Regions from separate parts of the Rattus norvegicus genome. Here region 1 is linked to region 2. Evidence: chromatin contacts called from public Hi-C data. All regions are on one chromosome and are shown on one strand. The core of a region is the stretch at or near the end of the contact, and the rest is flanking DNA. Distances in the headings are between cores, read along the strand shown. Region 1 overlaps Ank2 (ankyrin 2). Region 2 holds the start of Camk2d (calcium/calmodulin-dependent protein kinase II delta).

What was found. A called contact is a pair of places that touch in the nucleus more often than the background predicts.
Region 1: a contact with region 2 is called in a Hi-C map of the A7r5 cell line, with 2.2 times the contacts expected there. The contact joins the enhancer-like site here to the promoter of Camk2d in region 2. A contact is called at or near these places in 2 of 12 Hi-C or Micro-C datasets (the A7r5 cell line and the Rat2 cell line).

Annotation. Positions count from the first base shown.
Region 1 is chr2:218,060,443-218,063,456 of GRCr8, forward strand. It overlaps Ank2 (ankyrin 2), which reads right to left. Exons shown (of 48, transcript NM_001427159.1): 45 at 676-759; 46 at 398-562. Among named protein-coding and RNA genes, the nearest start is that of Camk2d, 360 kb to the left of the region's middle. Within about 2 kb of position 1,764, at least 9 of the 93 cell types and tissues checked have an H3K27ac peak or open chromatin away from gene starts, as enhancers often do. A contact at or near this core is called in the A7r5 cell line, where this site is marked.
Region 2 is chr2:217,697,037-217,700,337 of GRCr8, forward strand. It overlaps Camk2d (calcium/calmodulin-dependent protein kinase II delta), which reads left to right and starts at 1,515. Exons shown (of 21, transcript NM_012519.2): 1 at 1,515-1,801. The coding sequence starts at 1,737.

The sequences.
Region 1 (3,014 bases), core at 514-3,013, 360 kb after region 2:
GTGAAACAGAAAGTGATAAATTATAAAGCATGGAGTTTCAGACCATGCTTTATATATATAATGTTGATGACCCCAAAATGCAGAAGTTTGAGTATCAAACGTATCTAATACACGACCTTTGGAAGGCTGGTGTGCCAACAGGGCCCAAGCACTGTAATTCACTTAGACACCATTTCTTTATGACACACATCTGGCCAGAAAAAAAAATCCTAAAATTTGACTTCAGATTTTTTATCAACTATGAAGCATTCACAGCATAGAGATGAAAATAATCGAACAAAGGCAATGAGAATAATGGCCACGTAAAATTGAGATTCAGGAGGAATGAACACTCTTTTTTTCCCCTATGTTTTGTCTTTCTCTATGAAATAAACCCTGTGGGGCTGGGTGGCCTCACCTCTGACAGCTGGGTGTCACTCTTCAATACCACACGCTTTATCACTTTGGAATAGCTGTCCCCATCCTCAATGTTGACTGGCTCCTGTGGCATTCCCTGCATGGTAATCTCCTCCTTCTCTGTGCCATCAGAGGATACGTACCGCCTGATAATTTTCCGGGTAACCTGAAAGACATTTCATGAGTCTATCTCAATTTTGAGTTATGGTTCCACACTAGGGATAGCATTTGAAAAGGAAGAGTGGGGTCAGCCCTTTACAGAGAGCCCCTGGCCAGTACCTTCTTCACCACAGTGTGCCCGTTCTCGTCGACGTATTCTTCCTCTGTGACTGTCTCTGGGGGAATGTCAGGCATATCGTCTCCCTAAACAGTAGGAGAAAAGTGTTACTCAAGTCTCTGGCGCTGTCCCGAAGAGCTGCAGCCAAGTGGTTTTAATGTGAGAAATGTTAGAAAAACCAGACAGACGTCATGTCGAGTATTGCTGAGATGCAAAATCCTGTCAGTTTGATTAATAAAAATTAAAACAATTAAGCAGGTGGATTAAAAAAAAATTACAAAAACGTCATGCGTAGGAGGATCTGAGCAAAGTTAGGTAAATGTTAATCAACCAACAAAAATGAATAAGCAGGAGGAGAGACAGGTGAAAGCCAAAAAGCCGAATCTTTCTTCTGCGCGCCGGCTCTCTAGGAGGAAGGCTGCAAACATCGTTGGCTCTGCGTTCCCTTATATACGTGGCAGAAAGATAGGAGCCACCTTCCACGCATGCACTACCTACAGAGCATGCTCAGCCTCTGTTGTTCTGGGTCACTTAGTGAAGGACAGAGCTGTCCCGATGACGTGCAGTAACGTAAGAGTGGATACCTGAATGATCACTCTCCGTCGGACCACCCTGGTAGTTACCATGGCCTCCTCATCAGAGCTGGCCTCCAGCTCCCCTAATTCCTCTGTTAGCTCCTGGTGGAAGCATGTAAGAGTCATTGTTTTTTGTTGTTTTGCTTTGCTCTTAAAAATATTTAACCAAAACTTTTCGAGAGATAGGATCTGACTTGGGAGACCACCCTGACCTTGAACTTTCCTTCATCCTGTCCCAGACTCCCCAAATGACAGGTTTACAGACCTGAGTCACCACGTGTGGCTGCATTGTTTCGCCTAATTTGCTATCGAATGTCTTTACTATTAGTTTCCGTGTTCGTCCATATCGTATTCTGAAATTTTATGCTGGGGGAAAAAAGGCGTGTGTGTTGATCTCAAGCCTCAACAAGTATGCAGTTTCATTGCTTCCAGAATCAGAGTGAAATTCTGCAACCTGAGAGCTGTTGGAAAAGCTGACTGTCAAAGTTGGTCCTAAGGATACATGCTTCCCACATGAGTCTTTGTTCTTGGGAAATAGCCAGGTGCAAACACAGGGCCTAAGTCACACAGTAGACACTTTGGATCTGTGGGCCAGTCCTGAGAGGTCCAGAATAGAGCTCTTATCCCACACATGGAGCAGTACATACTTGTACCTGAGCTTTCTGAAGGTAAGACGAATTTCCTGGAGATATTAGCTAATGGTACATTTTCCTGGCATCAAAATTTGTAGGCCTTGGGGCTGGGGACTTAGCTCAGTGGTAGAGCGCTTACCTAGGAAGCGCAAGGCCCTGGGTTCGGTCCCCAGCTCCGAAAAAAAGAACCAAAAAAAAAAAAGCAACCTCCACTATTTGGGGCTGGAGAGATGGCTCAGCGGTTAAGAGCGCCCGACTGCTCTTCCAGAGGTCATGAGTTCAATTCCCAGCAACCACATGGTGGCTCACAACCATCTGTAAAGAGATCTGATGCCCTCTTCTGGTGTATCTGAAGACAGCTACAGTGTACTTATATATAATAAATAAATAAATCTTTAAAAAAAAATTTGTAGGCCTTGAATTATATTAGATTAGTTTTTCAAAGAAATTCAGATAATACTCTGATTTAAGAGTTTGATCCAAAGCTGGAGACGAGGCTAGGAACACAATTTTAGATCAGAAACTATGTCTTCGGAGTCATAACTTTCAGTTCTTCCCGATGGACCATGACTTCCTCCCTCCTTCCACTCTTATTCCTCCATCCTTTCCCCTCTCTTCCCCTCCTCTTTCTGCTCTCTCCCCTTCTTCCCTTCCAAGTGTTTTGACAGCATCTTGCTATGGTCTACGCCAGGGTGGTTTTAAAATCATGACCCTTCTGCCTGGGACTTCAGGGTCCTGGGATGACAGGCACGGACTCCTATGCTCAGCCTGAAGTGACATTGGTTTTGTTTTCGAAAGAAAGGAATACATTCGACTAGCTTAATACATTTCAAAATACCCAAGTTATAGCTCTGCCACCTTCTCTTTGAAAGGAAAACATCCAAGTTAAAAACCAGATTATACATTAAATACATTCAGGAACCTACCGCCCGGCAATATGCTTAGATGCCTTATAATAATGTCTTTAAAAAAATATCTCGCAACACAAAATGTCTAAAACTCTCACTCTTCAAAGGAAAGCAATTTCTAACTTAATGAGAAACACATTAGGATTTGCTCAGTCTGCTCTCCAGGCTTCTCCGGGGAGAGGAGTTGTGAGGAGGAGCAAGCTCCTCAGCCAGTGCTGAGGTCTGT
Region 2 (3,301 bases), core at 265-2,764:
AAAGCCTGTAAGAGCTCCCCTAACTGAAAGTGATCTATCATCTTCCCGCTGTGGAATTTTAAGTCCATGACGTGATCCTTCTAAGGATGAGCAAATAAGCAATAGAAGTGAAGGATTTTATGGTTTCCTGCTATAGAACAAAAAGCAACAATCTGAAGAAAAAAATTAAAAAAAAACTTCATGATGTTTCTATTTTCCATAGTCCTCTAAATCTGCAATTGCCTCGTTTATTAAAGACTGGGAACTGGAAAGAAGGCCCCGAAGTGATCTTAGCAGCCAGTTACAACTTACCTACCTTACATGCTAATTTTTTTCTCCATGCTCACTTTTAAGCAACTGTGTCACATATGTTTAATTGTAGGCCACGCTCTTGAACTCTTAAATGGTTTTTCAGATAGCCCTTGAGGGAGTACATTCCTGTGCCCCTACCTGACCAGCTCTTTGAGACTGCAAGCAAAGAACTTGTGACCTCCCTCTCCCTTTCCTTCTCCCTCTGCAAAGAGAAACAGGCTAGACACGCTCACGTGACGCTAATGACGTCAGCCCCATTCTGGGTCGCGTGACCCGCAGCCAACCTTCCTAACGCCCCACCCCCTTGCCACCAACAGTGGGACATCTCGCGAGAGCCCTTCTTACTATCAGAACTTGCTGAGGTTACAGGGGAGTTACTCTGGAGAGGAAGGAAGGTGTGGCAGCGTGGTGCACTTCTTGCTTTCATTATGTTAGGCTTTATGGCCAAGCAAATGCTTTTGGGGATCGCCCTAGTTGGGAAAACAACGGGAGAGGAGGGCGAAGAGGTGAAAGTAAAAACTGAATCGAAACGTGGTGCCCTGACCATCCTTGCTCCTAGCTAAGGGACGGCCAGGCGAAGCAGAGGTGGCCAGGGCTGGCAGCCCCCGGTAGTCACTGTGAGCCGGGAGACGTAGGGCTGGGGTCTGGGAGCAGTAAACACGAACCGCGCCCAGATGCAAGGGTTGCATCCCGCTCTCGGTTTCCCCGGCATCACGGCCATCACTGCCGGGGTAGAGACATCCCGGGTGTGGGAGCTGCGAGTTGTCCCTCATCTTTCCGTCCCTTCGTGGGTCACTGCGACATCTCTGTCCCGTCCCCTTAAGCGCGCTCCCCGGGGCTCTGCACATCTCCTCCCTCCGGTCTCCTTAGACGGCTGCGGGAGAGCAGCCCGGAGGGACGCGGCTGGAGTCGCTAGAGGGAGGTGTGGGGCTGGCGAGGAGGGGGCTTCGCTGGGCGGGGAGAGGCGGGAGGAGGCGCCGGGGAGGAGCCGCGGCTGCCAGATTCGCCTGAGCCGAGTGAGCGCACTCTGTCGCCCGCAGGTTCCCAGCCTTGCGGCCCCGTGGGGAGAGAGCGCAGGCCACCAGCGCCGCCTCCGCCCGCAGGAGCGACCCCTTGGGTGTTCACTCTTGGCCACTGCCGCCCGCCACCCCGGGCGCTACGTTGAGCTCTCCGTGCGGCCTCGGTGACCGCGGCAGCCCCTCCTGACACCTCCCCCCCGCCCCTTCGGGAGCGCTCGCCCGGCGGGAGGAGGAGGAAGAAGGATCGCGGCTCGGGCTGGTCTGGCCACCTCGCCCCGCGCGCCCCGCCCCTGCGCGCACTCCCTCGCCGGCGAGCTACTTTCGGACAAGGAAAGTGAGGGCGGCCCCGGGTGACAGCGCGGCGGTGCCAGTCCCGGGAAGCCGCGTCTGTTCGCGTGTCGCCCGTCGCACTGTCCAGACCCCGCCATGGCTTCGACCACCACCTGCACCCGGTTCACCGACGAGTATCAGCTCTTCGAGGAGCTCGGAAAGTAAGCGTCCCTGCCTGGCACCTCCTCCCCGCGACCCCTCGTCTCCCCCGTGGGGACAGGGAGCCCGCGGGCCGAGGCGGGGTGACGGACCATGGCTTGGTGCGGGTGGGGCACAGTGGGGAGAAACCTTTGCCCTAGTGTGGCGGGTGCCCCGAATCCCCAGCTCATCTCCTCGGGTCCTCCACCTCTCCACTGGAGACTTAGTGAATTTACGATCTCTGCAGTTGTAGCTGTCATCCTGAGAAGTGTGCGCGCACGCGAGTGTGAATGTGTGTGTGTGTTCGGGGAGGAAAGGAGATTGCATGTAAAATGCAACATTTATCACCTTTTCTGTAGATGTCTTTTGCTCAGCCCGCGGTGTATCTGCGGTCTGATACAGGTTAGGATGAGCTAATGAGCATTAGTTCTCAGAGATGGTGCCTTGTTTATCGATGCCGAAAGTTCAACTTGGTTTGGTGGAGAGTCTGGTTCGGCATCCAAAGTAGTTGTTCCGTCCAGGAAAAGGCCACCCAACAGAACCCACGTCCCTGCCCTGTATCCGCTATCCTTCTTTGCACTAAGGTGACTCGCTCACCATCATTCTAGGATTTACGTGTACCTCGGTTCTGAGAGGATTTATTTATCTAGGCAGAGAGAAAAGCCCTGGAGCCCGAGAGAGCGCTTCCCCAGGGTAGCCTAGCCTTTGAAAAAGGACCTCCTCCACCGAAGTGCCAGAAGTACTTTGAGATGTTAAAGAGGGACTGGGTACCTACTGAAGATCGTACAGGGACAACCAGAGACCCAGTCGGGAGTGTTGGTAACAAGCATCAAATCCCAAACCAGTCCTTCTATCGCTAATTTCCACTATCAGGGAAAGGATGCATTTGTGTGTGTGTGTGTGTGTGTGTGTGTGTGTGTGTGTGTGTGTGTGTGTTGTAGGTTTTTAGTACAGTTGCATACAAGGAAGTGTGAGCATTTTTTAAATCAAACGAAAATGATATCTTTATAGATGATCAGCTGTTGAAACATGCAGACATGTCGGGAGAGCAGCTTAATTCAAATCTCTCCCCTCCCCCAGCCCAAACCAGGCAGAGAGAAATCACCTTAGCCCAGGACCTGTTAAAGCACACCAGTGAGCTCGAGATTTATGTTTTAATGAAAACAATCGCCATATTTACTTCACTTGGAACCACGTTAATTGTGTTTTCTACCGAAATAAACATGCAGCAGTTTTTTTTTTCTTCTGTTCCCGGTCTCTGCTTTTTGCAGGGTTTGCCATGAGCATTTGGTGTTTTATGAGTGTGAATTATAAATTGTTTTCAAATTTCATGTGCAAACAAGAGTGGTTATAATTGGCATGTCCTTCTATTTTGTTGATTAATAATCTGTTTGTTTCCAGTCAATTAAAAATTACTTTTATTCCACAACATTAGAAAGGATCTGGTTCGGCAGGGAAGATTCGTTCATTTCCTAGATGATGCTTTTTTATTATATTGATACTTGACAGATCGCTAAAGACTC